Regions from separate parts of the Ovis aries genome. Here region 2 is linked to region 1. The links are chromatin contacts, called in public Hi-C maps. All regions are on one chromosome and are shown on one strand. Each heading gives the region's core, a stretch centred on a gene start, on an enhancer-like site or on the middle of the called end of the contact. The rest is flanking DNA. Distances are from core to core; before and after follow the strand shown.

Evidence for each region. Hi-C and Micro-C count contacts between places; a contact is called where the count stands out from the background.
Region 2: a Hi-C map of hypothalamus shows a contact between it and region 1, with 5 times the contacts expected there. The contact joins two enhancer-like sites. A contact is called at or near these places in 4 of 16 Hi-C or Micro-C datasets (hypothalamus, liver, skin fibroblasts and 1 more).

What each region holds. Positions count from the first base shown.
Region 1 is chr1:271,693,539-271,700,922 of ARS-UI_Ramb_v3.0, forward strand. No RefSeq gene overlaps it. Among named protein-coding and RNA genes, the nearest start is that of ERG, 85 kb to the left of the region's middle. Within about 2 kb of position 3,408, at least 20 of the 54 cell types and tissues checked have an H3K27ac peak or open chromatin away from gene starts, as enhancers often do.
Region 2 is chr1:271,785,334-271,793,043 of ARS-UI_Ramb_v3.0, forward strand. ETS2 (ETS proto-oncogene 2, transcription factor) reads left to right here. Exons shown (of 9, transcript XM_027961791.2): 2 at 4,310-4,381; 3 at 7,681-7,710. The coding sequence starts at 4,310. Among named protein-coding and RNA genes, the nearest start is that of ETS2, 4.2 kb to the left of the region's middle. Within about 2 kb of position 5,883, at least 8 of the 54 cell types and tissues checked have an H3K27ac peak or open chromatin away from gene starts, as enhancers often do.

The DNA of each region.
Region 1 (7,384 bases), core at 2,158-4,657:
AAGAGTGAGCAACTAACACTTCCATTATCCCTGACTCTTACTCTCTCTCTCTCTCCACCCTCTTTCTCCTTTGGTAACCATAAGTTTGCTTTCTATGTCTGAGAGTCTGTGTCTGTTCATTGCGTCACATTTTAGATTCCACGTGAAAGTGGTTTCATGTGGAATTTGTCCTTCTCTGTCTGACTTACTTCACTTAGTATGACAATCTGTAGGTCCATCCATGGTGCTGAAACTAGCATCATGTCATCCTTTTTTTTAGGGCTCTCCACTCCAGTGTTCTTGCCTGGAGAATCCCAGGGATGGGGGAGCCTGGTGGGCTGCCGTCTATGGGGTCACACAGGGTCGGACATGACTGAAGCATCTTAGCAGCAGCAGCAGCAGGTGACACCAGTGGTAAAGAACATGCCTGCCAACGCAGGAGACATAAGAGACACAGATTTGATTCCTGGGAGACATAAGACACACAGATTTGATTCCTGGGTTGGGAAGATCCTATGCAGGAGGGCACAGCAGCCCACTTCAATAGTCTTGCCTGGGGAATCCCATGGACAGAGGAGCCTGATGGACCACAGTCCATAGGGTCGCAAAGAGCCAGACCTGGCTGAAGTGACTAAGCACATGCATTCTTTTTTATGGCTGAGTAGTATTCCAGTGTGTGTGTGTGTGTGTATGTCTGTGTGTGTGTGTCTGTGTGTGTGCGTCTGTGTGTGTCTGTGTGTGTGTCTGTGTGTGTCTGTGTGTGTGTCTGTGTGTATGTCTGTGTGTCTGTGTGTCTGTGTGTGTGTGTCTGTGTGTGTGTGTCTGTGTGTGTGTGTCTGTGTGTGTCTGTGTGTGTGTCTGTGTGTGTCTGTGTGTGTGTGTCTGTGTGTGTGTGTCTGTGTGTGTCTGTGTGTGTGTCTGTGTCTGTGTGTGTGTCTGTGTGTGTCTGTGTGTGTGTCTGTGTGTCTGTGTGTGTCTGTGTGTGTGTCTGTGTGTGTCTCTGTGTGTGTGTCTCTGTGTGTGTGTCTGTGTGTGTGTGTCTGTGTGTGTCTCTGTGTGTGTCTCTGTGTGTGTGTCTGTGTGTGTCTGTGTGTGTGTGTGTCTGTGTGTGTGTCTGTGTGTGTCTGTGTGTGTCTGTGTGTGTGTCTGTGTGTGTCTGTGTGTGTCTGTGTGTGTGTGTGTCTGTGTGTGTCTGTGTGTGTGTGTCTGTGTGTGTGTGTCTGTGTGTGTCTGTGTCTGTGTGTGTGTCTGTCTGTCTGTGTCTGTGTGTGTGTCTGTGTGTGTGTGTCTGTGTGTGTCTGTGTCTGTGTCTGTGTGTCTGTGTGTGTGTCTGTGTGTGTGTCTGTGTGTGTGTGTCTGTGTGTCTGTGTCTGTGTGTGTCTGTGTGTGTCTGTGTGTGTCTGTGTGTGTGTCTGTGTGTGTGTCTGTGTGTGTCTGTGTGTGTCTGTGTGTGTGTCTGTGTGTGTCTGTGTATGTGTCTGTGTGTGTCTGTGTGTCTGTGTGTGTGTGTCTGTGTGTGTGTGTGTCTGTGTGTGTGTCTGTGTGTGTGTCTGTGTCTGTATGTGTGTGTCTGTGTGTGTGTCTGTGTGTCTGTGTGTGTCTGTATGTGTGTCTGTGTGTCTGTGTGTGTCTGTGTGTGTGTGTCTGTGTGTGTCTGTGTGTGTCTGTGTATGTGTGTCTGTGTGTGTCTGTGTGTGCGTGTGTCTGTGTGTGTGTGTCTGTGTGTGTCTATGTGTCTGTGTGTGTGTCTGTCTGTGTGTGTGTGTCTGTGTGTGTGTGTGTGTCTGTGTCTGTGTGTATACACACCATATCTTTATCCATTCATCTGTCAGTGGGCACTCAGGCTGCTTCCACATCTTGGCTGCTAAAAATAGTGCTGCTATGAATATTCAGGTGCGGGCCTTTTCAAATTAGTGCTTTCTCCACTCTAACTTTTCTCAGTTGGTAGGGATCATCTGCTTAAAGGGCGCTAAACTACAAGCAGATGCAGGGCCTTTAAGAGCTTAAGAGGCCTCTATAACTCATCTTCTTTTAGGTGTTTTAGATATTTTCCTTTTACATTTGCTTATACTTTTATTTTGAAATTTCATGTAATTTTTCAAAAGTCAGCCTTGACTGTGAACTCAAGATAAGCTCAACCTCCTGTCACCTATTATCTCAACACACTACCCCATCTGGTATCCAGCACTTAGCTGATTCCCTTTACACATTTGTTAAGCAAAGGAGAAAGCTCCCGGATGTGAAATGATTTACCCAGGTTTCATAATGATGCTGTCAGAGGCAGGTTTAGAACTCCCCCCGAGTCTAATCCAGTCCTAGTCCCCCACTCAGAGAGAGAGCCCAGCTAGCTTCCTGCAGGCCTGTCCCCACTCCAACTGCCTGGATATCTATTATGTTACCTGGCAATGCCAATTAGGATAATGTTGAGAACACCCCTAAGTTTAATGCATCTTTTTAGGTATTTAAATGCATTTTGGTCAGAAGCTTCTATCAGTAAAACATTCCTTTCTTTTTTTGGCCATGCCATGCAGCATTCAGGATCTTAGATATTAGCAATCAGCCCTGTGCCCTCTGCAATGGAGGGCTGTACTTTTAACCACTGAACCGCCAGAGAATTCTCCAGTAAATCATTTCTTAACTTGCACTCTTAATATCTTATAAATTTGTTGTTGTTCAGTTACTCAGTCGTGTCTAACTTTTTGTGACCCCATGGACTGCAGCATGTCAGGCTTCCCTATCCTTCATTATCTCCTGAAGCTTGCTCAAATTCATGTCCATTGGATCAATGATGCCATCCAGCCGTCTCATCCTCTGTCGTCCCCTTCTCCTCCTGCCCTCAATCTTTCCCAGCATCAGAGCATTTTTCCAAAAAGTTGGCTCTTCACATCAAGTGGCCAAAGGATTGGAGCTTCAGCTTCAGCATCAGTCGTTCCGATGAATATTCAGGGTTGATTTCCTTTAGGATGAACTGATGCACTCTTGCAGTCCAAGGGACTCTCAAGAGTCTTCTCTAGCACCACAGTTTGAAAGCAAATTCTTTGGTGCTCAGCCTTCTTTATGATGCAATTCTCATATCCATACATGACCCCTGGAAAAGCCATAGCTTTGACTACGCGAACCTTTGTAGGCAAAGTGATGGCTCTGCTTTTTAATACGCCGTCTGCGTTCGTCATAGCTTTCCTCCCAAGGAGCAAGTGTCTTAATTTCGTGGCTGTAATCATTGTCAGCAGTGAATCTGTAACTGCTTCTACATTTTCCCCTTCTACTTGCCATGAAGTGATGGGACCAGGTGCCATGATCTTGGTTTTTCCCCATATTTAGAATACAGAAACTAGAAATGCCACCGCAGTCATTTTCCATTTTGAACCTCAGCAGCAAGCGGCGGTCATTCCCATTTCCACCAGGTGGTGACGCTCGAGGCAAACGCTGCTTCTCAATTGGCCTGGAAGCGCTGAGCCTGGAAGCGCTTTCCAAACATGACCGTCAGAGAGTGGACTTGAGACGGTCGGAAACATCGCTTCGGGGTGAATGGGATAAGCGTCTGGAAAGCGTGCCCAGAAGACATGGCTGTGCATAAAGCCGAAGAAAAAGACCTAAAAGGAGTTGGGGAGCCCAAAGGGAGATCTGGCCACTGGGTAAGAGGAGGCGCCGGAATAGCCTGGACCCCGCGCAGCACCTGGTGTAGCTGTGCGAACAGAAACCAATTGTGTGAAAACCACTGCCGCTCGGCGGCGGGAGCCCCAGGCCCTCCGGTGAGAGGAAGAGGGCACTTGGTATGGTCTCTGGGAGCACCCAGCAGCTTCGGCCCGGTATGCATCCTAAGCCAGGCTGTGCAGATAAAAGTGAGGATCCGAAACCAAATCTTAGAGAGTCTTACTGGGATTCAGCATTTCAGCATTAACCCTCATTTCCGCTTTTCAGAGGTCCTAGGAGGACTTGTCAAGTTAGTTTGTTCTCCTTTCACACGCAAATGAATTCAAAGTGATTGTTCCTCAAACCCCTCCCCCCCCCCCCCACCCCCCCGCCGTGTCTTGTTACCTTGCAAAATTATGACTGCCTTTTGTAAGTACGGTAACAAGATCTGTTCTTCAGATCGCTGTTTAAATATGGGTGATTCTTGTCTCTGTTTAAACAAACCTAAAAAAAAAAAAAATTGGAGCACATAGGCAAAAAAGTTCAATTTGGGGAAGGAAGTGCTCTTAAAAGCTAGGACTGTACATTTAGCTTAAGTCTGCACATTTTTTCCAAGAGACTTCCAAAATGAAATGTCCCAGCATTTTCTAGTCTTTTCAGTAAACAAAACATATGCCCTTTTAAAGAATAAAATAAACTATCTAGAGATGTTCATTTGGATTCCTTTGTAAATTCTAAATAATCTGTAATTGGAGTCATAGTTCTAAGAACTTCATTCCATTCCTTGAAAATTTAGGGAAGGACAAAGAGAGAGCCCTGTGGCTCAAATGGTGCAGTTGGAAGAATAATGAAAAGAATGGGAAAAAGCCAGCATCCTCCAGGGCAAGAACCATGTTTTATGAGGCTGAATCATGAAACAAATTGAGTAGAATATCATGCACCTCACCCAGAAACACTCAAGTTCAAGAGAGACTTTGCAGTAAAAGAAGAGAACAAGATCCTCTGCAGTGTCATTTCCTAGTTTTCTGTTTCATTTTCAAACCCACAAGGGCTGTCTGTTCTGGGAGGAGTCAAGTCCTACATGAAAAGCTAAGAATGAAAACCAGACTCCTTTCCCCCAGGAAACACCCTTTGAATGTATCTGTGCGTGTGGTTTCTCTCCCCAAACAACTCTCCTGTAACCCCCAAGAGTGTATGCAGATGTTGGGTTATGAGCTATTCACCCCGCAATTTGGAGGAGACAGAAAAATGGAAAATGTGTTGTTCAAATGTTTTTCGGGTAACTGATTGGATAAGGACTGTACAGAAAAGACACTCCTGTTTTTTCCACCTGCAAGCATTCCTTACAGGAGATGTACACTTATGTGAAATACAAGGTCACGGTCAGTAAAAAAAGAGAAATGCTTATTTGAAAACAATGTAGTCATTTTCTCAAAGTTATACCATAACCCAATTTAAAATAAAAATAACCACTGATATTTTGATCCAGTACTAAATTAGAGCTCAGAAAACCAAATGCCTAAATAATTCATTATGTGAAAGCTTGTCTAAGCTTTGGCCCCTATATTCAGAAAAAATATCAGTTTACCAAAATGTCCTTGACCTATTTTTTCTTCCTGGTAAAGAATAATGGAAGGGAAACAGCAGTACAGAGTTCTTGATTAAATATCCAGAATAAAACCCCTACATAAAAAATTAAATGGCTGGGAATGCAATTTCTGGGCGTAGATTTCCTGGGTTTGAATCATGTCTGCCAATTATTAGAGTGGTGCCCACAGGCAAGTGCGGAGAAGGCAATGGCACTCCACTCCAGTACTCTTGCCTGGAAAATCCCATGGACGGAGGAGCCTGGTGGGCTGCCGTCTATTAGGTCACACAGAGTCGTACACGACTGAAGTGACTTAGCAGCAGCAGCAGCATAGGCAAGTGATTTAAACTTACAGTGCCTCAGTGTTTTCATCTGCTAAATGGAAATAACCACCATTCTTAAGGTGGCTGGCTACAAGGTTCGAGTTAATACATGTAAAGCATTTGAGATAGGTTCTGGGCTAAGAACATACAAGGTTCTCAATGAATTTTACTCTACTACTATTTCTCATAGGAAACACGTTATTTCCCAACACAGAGATAAAAGGCTTCATTTCCACCGTGTCTCAATAATCCTCTGTCTAATACATCATGTTTTGTAAAGGTTTTCAAAAATGCATGTTACTTTATTAGCAGAGAGTGTTAAACAACTCTGTAGTTTAGAGATAGCTCTATATAATAAGGATAAAACTAAGTTCAAGATTTTTTTAAATGTGTTTTGATATTAGGGGAAACAACCTAAGTATTCAACAATAAGGAAATAATTAAGAAAATTATGGAAGGGACACAAAATGCTTACAAATAATTTAAATACTACATGTTAAGTGAAACAAAAGGCATGAGAATTTTCATGAATTGTATACTTTCAAACAGGTTATAAGATGGATAATAGTCAAATGCTATTTAGTTGGTTCTGTGAGTGGTGGAAAATGAGTGGCTTTATTTTTTCCGCTGGGTTTCTTTCAGATTTGCCAAAATTTCACAAAGTTAAATGAGCACTTACTTTGTGCAAAGTACATCTCTAAGTGTTCAATGTATATTAAGCCATTTACTCTCAAAAAATTTTTACTTAGATGGACTATTGGTCCCCCTTTACAGATGGGAAAAAAGCAAGGGAGACTCAGAATAAATAAAACTGCTTGTGGCTACACTCCTCCCTACTAAAAGGGGATGCCAGAATTCTAAAGCAGGCTTATGACTCCACAGTGCTCTAAGCAATCAAGTTACCTGTCTTCTTCAGAATTGATCACTTGAAAATCAGGGGGAAAAGATCATTTTTAAAGCATTTCATTTTATCAGAAAGTAAATCTTAACAAAATACAGTGTTTACAAAACATTCTTCATACAGATTATGGATTTGGTCTTTATACAGCCCAAAATATAGTAGTATCTGAAACATACTAAACTTGTGTGAGTTGTTTTGATTTTTCTAAAATGTTATGTCTTTCCAGTATCTTTGTTGAAAGTACCTTCTAGAAATACAAATTCAAATTTATCCTCTAGAAAAGGACATAACTACTGTATTATTTAAAAAGAAATGTGTTTTTAGAAGCATATTTGAATTGGAGATATCTTAGAATATTTTTCTGCAACTTGGATCTGAAAAAGAGAATTACAGAGAGAGCAGGAACTAAAAACTGACTTCCACTTATTACGGAATCATAAACCTCCCCAAAATTCCATGTTTATTTCATTTTGTATCCTCCATGAGGATCAAGGTAAAGACTTTGAATGTAAAAGTGAAAAAGAAGTGTTTCTTCCTCATTTAAAAGTGCATTCAATTTAATATCTTAAGAGAAGCTTTAAAAAAAGAATTGCTGATTCAAGATCCTAGTATTATGGGAGGTGGCAGATTACAATGACCAAGGACATTCACCCCATTAACGGACATTCAAACGTTTTCACTCGACAAATATTTATCGACCATCTTCTACTGTGCCAGTAACATTTCTAAGATTGAGAAGAGTTGGCCAGTCCTTCTGAGATGCCTGCTCAGTCCAGGAGTTTGAGGTTAAGAAGAGAATTGCAGATGTTTGGATCTCAGGAAACAGAACATGAGGACTATGCTGAGCTATCCAGTGTCAACTCTGGACAAAGCTTCCTTTCAAAGAAGTGAACACAGAGACTTCTCCTTGAGAGTGCGGTGGTAGATGATGAAAGCGGTGGACAAGGGCTTGGGTGGTGC
Region 2 (7,710 bases), core at 4,633-7,132, 94 kb after region 1:
TGGGGTGGCTGGGGTCCGGCGGGGGTCGGCGGGCGGGGAGCGCCCTGCGGCGCTCGCTTTTCTCCCGGGGAACCCAGGAACCGAGTTGGGGACGCGGGTGGCGCCCCAGATCCCCGGGGCGCAGCTGGTGTCCAGGCAGGGTGGCGACTATTCGTGGGATTCTGGGGTCGCGCGTCCAGGATCGGTCCGCTTGGGGCTCTTTCCCTGGGTGGCCGAGTGGCTTTGGGGGTAGGTGGGTGGGCGGCGAGCAGGGTTCGAGGTGGGCCCGGCCGTGACGCGCGGACCCGGCTCCGAACTTGGGCCGCGGGGCCTGGGGTCGCCGAGGCGGCTGGGGCGGGCCGGGCGCGCCGGCTTGTTTCACTTGCTTTTGTTTTAAAAGGAAAGGCAGGCGTGAAGGCGGGGGTGGCTCCTGCCGGTGGGCGCCGGGCGAACCTGGTTTCGCCTGGGGGCTTGGGGGACGCGCGAGAAGGTGTCGGAGGGGCCCTGGCGCGCCCCAGTTTGCCGGTGACTTACCGGAGGGCGCCGGGCCCGGCAAGATCCGGGGCGCCTGAAACACCTGAGGAACTGCGGCTCCCACCCCCGCTCCCGGTCACCTGCGCTGTCGCGTCCGGGGCCCGGCCAGGGCGGCAGGCGACGGGGGCCCGGGGAGGGTCCGGCGGCTCTACCGAGACCCCCGCGGGCTCCCCAAGACCTCTGCATTCGGGCCCCTTGATGCCGGGAGGTGAACGTGGGGACAGTGTCGGAAATGGGCTTATGGGTGCGCAAGGCTGCCTCCAGTTTCGGGATCTTACAGCATTTTGGACGAAGGGGTAACAGCGCTTGTGCGTATATGGCCTTTTTTTTTTGTAAGCACTCGAGACTTTTGTATTGGCCTGTATTCAATTGTAGGGTATCCTAAAATAGTATTTGACCTGCAGTTTATTTAGGGAATAAAGAAATGAGCAGCCCCCTTTGGAGATAGGGGTAATTAATTTTAATTTACCGGTAAGAGATTCATCTTGTTCCGTGCAGTGGAAGCGCCTGTGCGATTTCTGCCGTCTCACACCGCCACCAATCAGGGAGATAAATCTCTAAGTTAAGGTTTATTAAAATTATGAATAATATCACAGTACAGTAAACTAGAGCACTGTGTGTCCTGCAGGGAAATAGTCTAACACTCATTTCTGGGATTAGTCTTTCCTCTCCCTAAATTGATAGCTTTCAAAGGAAAAAAGAAAACCAATCTTCAAAAGTGCGCTTAGGGTTTGATTTTTTTTTTTTTTTCCTTTTTCAATTTGCCTAAATGCAAACCTGTGCTCTAATCTCGCAGAAGCAATCACTTGTTCCCATAAGGGTCCTGTTGTTGAGCAAGTTCTACTTGTTTTAAAATTGAACATGTCTGCCATTTACCCAATTTTTTTTCTGTTGTTGCTCAAGAGCAGCGATCAATAGGGCAATGGCAGAAAGGCCTGAATGTGAAATTGATTTATGTGGACTGATGTGGCCTGTCTGCTATCTTCACAAGCCATGTTGAGTAGAACTGTTGTTTAGACGCTGTCACGTCTCACTCTCTGCAAACCCATGAACCCCGCCAGGCTCCTCTGTCCATGGGATTCTCCAGGCAAGAATACTGGAGTAGGTTGCCGTTCGCTTCTCCAGGGGATCTTCCCAACCCAGGGGCTGAATCTGTGTCTCCTGCGTTGGCAAACAGATTCTTTACCACTGAGCCACCTGTGAACCTGTTGAGTAAAACGGGAACTTAAATTTGATTAGCTAAGTGTTTGCCAGAAACCACTGGTAGAGCACTCTGATTCTACATGGTTTTTACAAAACAAATTAAAAGCCGGACAACAAAAGAATTCTATTCCGCAGCTGGTAATTAGAGCTCTTTATATGGGAGTGGTAGACTGCCTTTCCTCGCAGAATTTGTACACAAAAACCAGGCGAGGCTGCTCCATGGCCTTCCACATCTATTCTCGGTCCATCTCCGTGGAGCTCAAGAATGTGGAATAAAGTCTGCCCATCTGGAGAAGGAGATGGGTAACTGACGACACCCCAGATATCCTTTCATTTTGATCTCCTGTTTTGAGGCTTGCTGATGTCATCAACAGGTGACAGGGCTGCTTTCATGCAGATTGGTGGCATAAAGCTCTCCATTAAGGAGCATTTTGCATCTGTGCAAAGTCTTCGAGCAGGAGTCTAGTCTTGTGGTATCTGTGTGTGATCTCTGCTGTTTACTGCTGGGAGGAGGGTCCAGGCCTCACCATTCAGGGGATCCTGGCTCAAGGCGGAGCTCAGGTCGCACCATACCCCCAATGGGATTTGGTCTGCTCCGTGCTCCTGAGGGTCCCCCCGCCCCCAGTAGTAGCCCTGAGATCCTGGGCAAAGTCCTGGGACAGGGGGGTCTCTGTAGCCTCTCAGTCAGATGGCATAACATCTACCTCTCAGGGATGTCAGACTGTTGAGTAAGGTGGCAAGGTGTGGTCCCTCAGCTCAGGCTTAGGTCTTTGAAAGGAGGAACCTACTAGGGCAGTGATCATCCATAGTGTATATTGATATTTGATTGGCCACCCTGATGATGACCTGCCCTCAGAGGTTTTTAACAACTCCCCCCAGCCCCCAGGTGGCTCGGTGGTAAAGCATCTGCCTGCCAGTGCAGGAGACACAGGTTCCATCCCTGGGTCAGGAAGATCCCCTGGAGGAGGAAATGGCAACCCACTCCAGGATTCTTGCCTGGAAAATTCCATGGACAGAGGAGCCTGGCGGGCTCCAGTGCATGGGGTCATGGAGTCTGACACGACTGAGCGTGCACACCACCCCCACCCACATACACCCAGTGCCTCTGGCCTCCCCTGTGGCAGGGACTCTCCTCCCACACTGCCTTTCTAGCCAAGGAGGTGTGTCTGTGTCTGTATGCTGAGTCCTTAGGAGGTCTGGTTTAGCCATAATGTTGACCAAAAAGGGAAAATAAGAAAGGACAAACTCGAATTAAGTAGTTACAGGAAAATATGCTGTTTGCCTCTGCTAGTCAGCCTTAGCCATTGCACAATATTTTAATTACTCAAAGTTTTGGTTGAAACAGGTAGCAGCACCTAGTGGAGACCTCAGAGTGGGCAGTGAGAGATACCCCTGAAGTTCCCTATTCTAGATCTCCAGTTCCTGGTCCTGAAGCCAGGAGGGTGGGTTGCTGTCGTGGGGGCTTTCCCAGGGTACTCGAAAATCAGCTTCAGTTGCTCTGTTTTTTTTTTTTTTCATCTAATGCTCTGGCAGGATTACCTAAGTACTTTTCTCATGTACTAATATTTAACTTACCCTGGCAAACAGTAACGTTTTAGGGCCCCAGATAAGTTTTCAGTTGATTACAGCAAATCACAGGTCACTTAGGGAACTGTTCAATTGCAGGTCATACATGTAGCTCTTAAGTTTTCTAAGGGCCGCAGTTAAATACAGTGAAGTAGATGAAATTAATTTCAGTTAGCCTAACACATTCAGAATATTACATAAACACACAGTAAATAAAGAGTCAAAACTGAGATAGTTGACTTTTCGCTGCGAAATCTTTGAAATCGAGGGCAAGCACATCTGAGTCCGCCCTCGTCCAGGGCCAAGTGCTCAGGAGTCACACGTGGTTACCACATGGGTCAGCGCAGATCCAAGGTAAAAGCCCAGGGCATCCGAGCAAGTCAGGCAGGTCTGCAGTCGGAGTTACTTCCTCTTAAAGAAACAAACAGCTGAGCAGCCCGAAAACGCAGGATTTTGAGCTTGTGTGCTCAACGCTGGAGAATCTAAGATAATGCAGGAGGGTTTGATCTCAAGCCGTGGTTCTTCCTTATTCTATGCTTCCTGAGCTTGGAGAGGAAAGGGCGCCTCCTAGGCAGGTCTTCCAGTGGGCTTTCCAGGATTTGGATCTGCCCAGGAGTGGCGGTGGCGGCTGGCTCTGGAGCTCCCAGATTGAGCTGACTGCCCCTTGCATGCAGGAGGTGGTCCACGGCTGGGCAGCCCACCCGCCCACAGCCCCCAACAGCTCCTACACCCTGAGCTGACCTTGAAATTGACGATGAAAGACAGATCTCCACTCCTGTCCCGTGCTATCCCAGTCAGCCCGAAGGCAGCTTTATCTGAGCGCCTCAGATCCTAAGGGAATTCTGCAGGTGGCATTATTATTTAATTCCTTGAGTAGCATCACCTTTGTGAGAAGAATTCCTGGCATTCAGTTCTGAATGACCTGTTAGGGCTGGAGCACTTGAACTGAGGTGTGGATGCGGGTTTAACAATCACCTTGGTTTGTTGCCTCTTTCAGCTCTTAATTTTTCTTTCTTCTTTGTTAAAGATGAATGATTTTGGAATCAAGAACATGGACCAGGTGGCCCCTGTGGCCAGCAGTTACAGAGGGACACTCAAGGTGAGTGAACGAGTCTTAATAAAAACTTAACAAAAATTGGAAAGCTCAGTTTCTTGAAGTGAAAAAACAACTGGCTCCCAGGAGACTGGTTCTAGCTGTGAGACTGGTTGTGTGACTCTGGACTGTTTGCTTAATCTCTGGGTCTCAGCGTTTTCATCTGTTAAATGGTTTTCCTGGTGTTTGTTTGACTTATCCTCCAAGATATGAAGGAAACCATTCAATTTGCAGATGGTGCGGCCTTGGTAGTTGATTTCTGAGGCTCCTACCAGGTGGAACGTTCTATAAATTCTCAAGAGAACAGAACTCCAGGAGCTATCTGTTCTATCCACCCAGGAAGTTTCCTCAAGTGATGGCAAAGAGCTGAAAGAGCTTAGAGGAGGCAGGCAGGCCCAATTATTGGCTGCTGGTCCTACTCTGATCAGAGGGGTCAGTGCCCATGGGGTTCAGGCAGTCTGTCCTTCCTGGGACAACTGCGGCTGTTTAAAAACAAAGAAAAACAGATTAAACAGCCTCCTCCCTTGTAATAAACATTTCATGTAGCTTCTATCTCGCTCCCTTTTGGGAGCATTCTTTAGCAACACAAGTTGATAATTTCCCATTTGCCTTCTCCAAGTGTGACAGCGAGATTTGATTTTTTTTTTTTACTGTTCTGTGGTAAACATGTCTCAGAGGCAGTGGTTTTAGATCGGTAGTGTTTTGTATAATATTGTGTCTCTAGCACGTTCTGCTTTTCTCTATCGTTATGAGGCGGTTTGTCTGATCAAACCCCAGGAGGCAAAAACTGACACAGGTCCTTCCAGAGGATCATGAAACTGATCAGATTTCAAGCCAGTGAGGTTTTTGTTGTTGTTCAGTCTGGTCAGACGTTTTCACTGTGGCCTAGCAGAAACCATACAAGAAATTACAGTAATATTAAGTTTGAAACGACACCTCTAGAGAGAAAATTTCTCCTACAAACTCAAAGAGCTTAGGCCTGTGTGATTTCTGGGCTTGGAGAAGAAATCGTTTTTGCTGAAACTGATGTGTTGAAATACGCAGTGGGAATTTATCTTGTCTTTTGGCTTCTTGGTTTTAAAAACAGAATAGAAGCACAGTCAGGAAAGGAAAGGCATTTCTCAGTCACCTGGGCCGCGCTTTGTTGTTCGGTTGCTTAGTCCTGTACGACTCTTTGCAACCCCTTGGACTGCAGCATGCCAGGCTTCCACGCTAGGAATTTTAAAAATCTATCTGGTATGTCACCCAAATTAGCATTGCTATAAGCCATTTTATAAGTTGAGATGAGCATTTCACACATGCATGACTGGCCTCTCCCCGTCCCCCCTCCCCCCCTCCACCCTGTGCGTCTTGGGCAGTTGGTATCCCTGCTTTGGGTTTTCTGGGGGGCTGGGCGCCAACATCATTGGGCACAGCTCCAACTTCTGTCTACCCTCTTACGCCATGCATCATTCACTGTTCTGCATTTCTAAACAGAAAGCACACCAACCACTGGATCTGTGAATGTGTTACACACTTTTTAATTGATGACTCAAATGAATGGGTCACTGTATTACACATGACATGGGATTTCCAGCTTATGTTGGAAAAATATAGCCGTTCTTCACGTTTTTCTTCCACAAGTGAGGCAATGATGAATCAGGCCTTTGTCTGTTACTTACAAATGAGTCTTACAGTACAGGCTCTTCCATTTGTATTTGAAATTCTCACAGCTCCAAGCTTATCTTTCTGTGTGTGTCTCTTCCCCTAAATTGTAGGTAGTTTAACTTTAAATCTGTTTTCTTTGGAAATCTTTCCCCTTCATAGATGATGGGAGGCAGTGACGGAGTGACCTTTTCAATACACTACATTTTTACAAAATTAAATCTTAAGGAATGTTCTCATAAGTATTTTGTTTGATTTTTGTCATTTGATTTTTTCCTTTCCCTGCCTTTCATCTTAATTGCAGTGAGCTGAAGCTGTTTTGCCAAGGATCTTTTTTTTTGTTTCTTCCCTCCCCCCCTTATTTATTTTCCTTATATATTGAAGTATAAATATAGTAGGGCTTCCTAGGGGGTGCGGTGGTAAAGAATCTGCCTGCTAAGGCATGAGAGGCAGGAGACACAGGTTTGATCCCTGGTTCTGGAAGATCCTTTGGAGGGGGAAATGGCAACCCACTCCAGTGTTCTTGCTTGGAAAATTCCATGGACAGAGGTGCCTGGAGGGCTACAGTCCATAGGGTTGCAAAAAGTCAGACACAATTACCTGTACACACACATAGTTGATTTACGTTGTTAATTCCTGTCATACAGCAAAGTGATTGGGTTATACATATATATATTTAAACGTATGTACATAGATGTACATTTTAAAAATATTATTTTCCATTATGATTTCTCATAGGATTTTTTTCTTTTTAATTAGGGGATAATGTTACATTGTTGCTTTCCTTATGCACACGGCCTGCCTGTCTCACCCATTTAGCTGAGAAGGGCCAGGTGTTTCGATTGAGGTGGTTTCTGAGTCCCTCCAGGCACTGTTCTAAGATTCTCTTGGTTTTAGGTTTGTTTGCTTAACCTATACATTTAACTTGATTAGGCCATTAAAAGTAAATTCCCAGTCATTCTGATTCTGTGGTTGATGACAGGCAGACCTTGATAGACTGCACTTTGCTATACTGAGGTGGTGTGGTTTTTTTTTTTTTTTTTTTTTTTACAAATTGAAGGCTTGTGCTAACGCTGCAGTCTAGCATTGATTGGCACCATTTTTCCAACAGCATTTGATCACTTCGTGTCTCTGTCACATTTTGGTAATCCTCGACATATTTTAAACCCTCTGCTACCAAAAAGATTACAAAGTAAGGCTCAGATGATGGTTAGCATTTTTTAGCAATAAAGTATTTTTTAATTAAGGTATGTGCACACTTAATTTTTTAATTAAGGTATGTGCACAGTTTTTAGACAGCATGCTGTTGTTGCATACTTAATGGTGTAAGAGTAACTTTTGTATGTATTGGGAAGCCAAGAAATTTCTGTGACTCGCTTTACTGTGATAGTTACTGTATTTTGGTGGTCTGGAACCAAGCCTGCAGCGTCTCCAAGGTGTGCCTGTAAGTGACCCAGAGTAAAGAGATCCTTTGGGTCACTTGGATCTTCTTAGAAGTCTGCTCAGAGTACCAACTGGTCGATTCCATGCGTGGCTTTATAACTGGCAAATTGAGTTTTAGGGTGTCTTGGTGAGGCTGCCCATGGACCACTTTTAAAACAGGTCATTAACTAAGTGTAAATGCCAACGTTTGCGTTTTCTTTCCCTCTTGCCTTTTGCAGCGCCAGGCCGCCTTTGACACCTTTGATGGG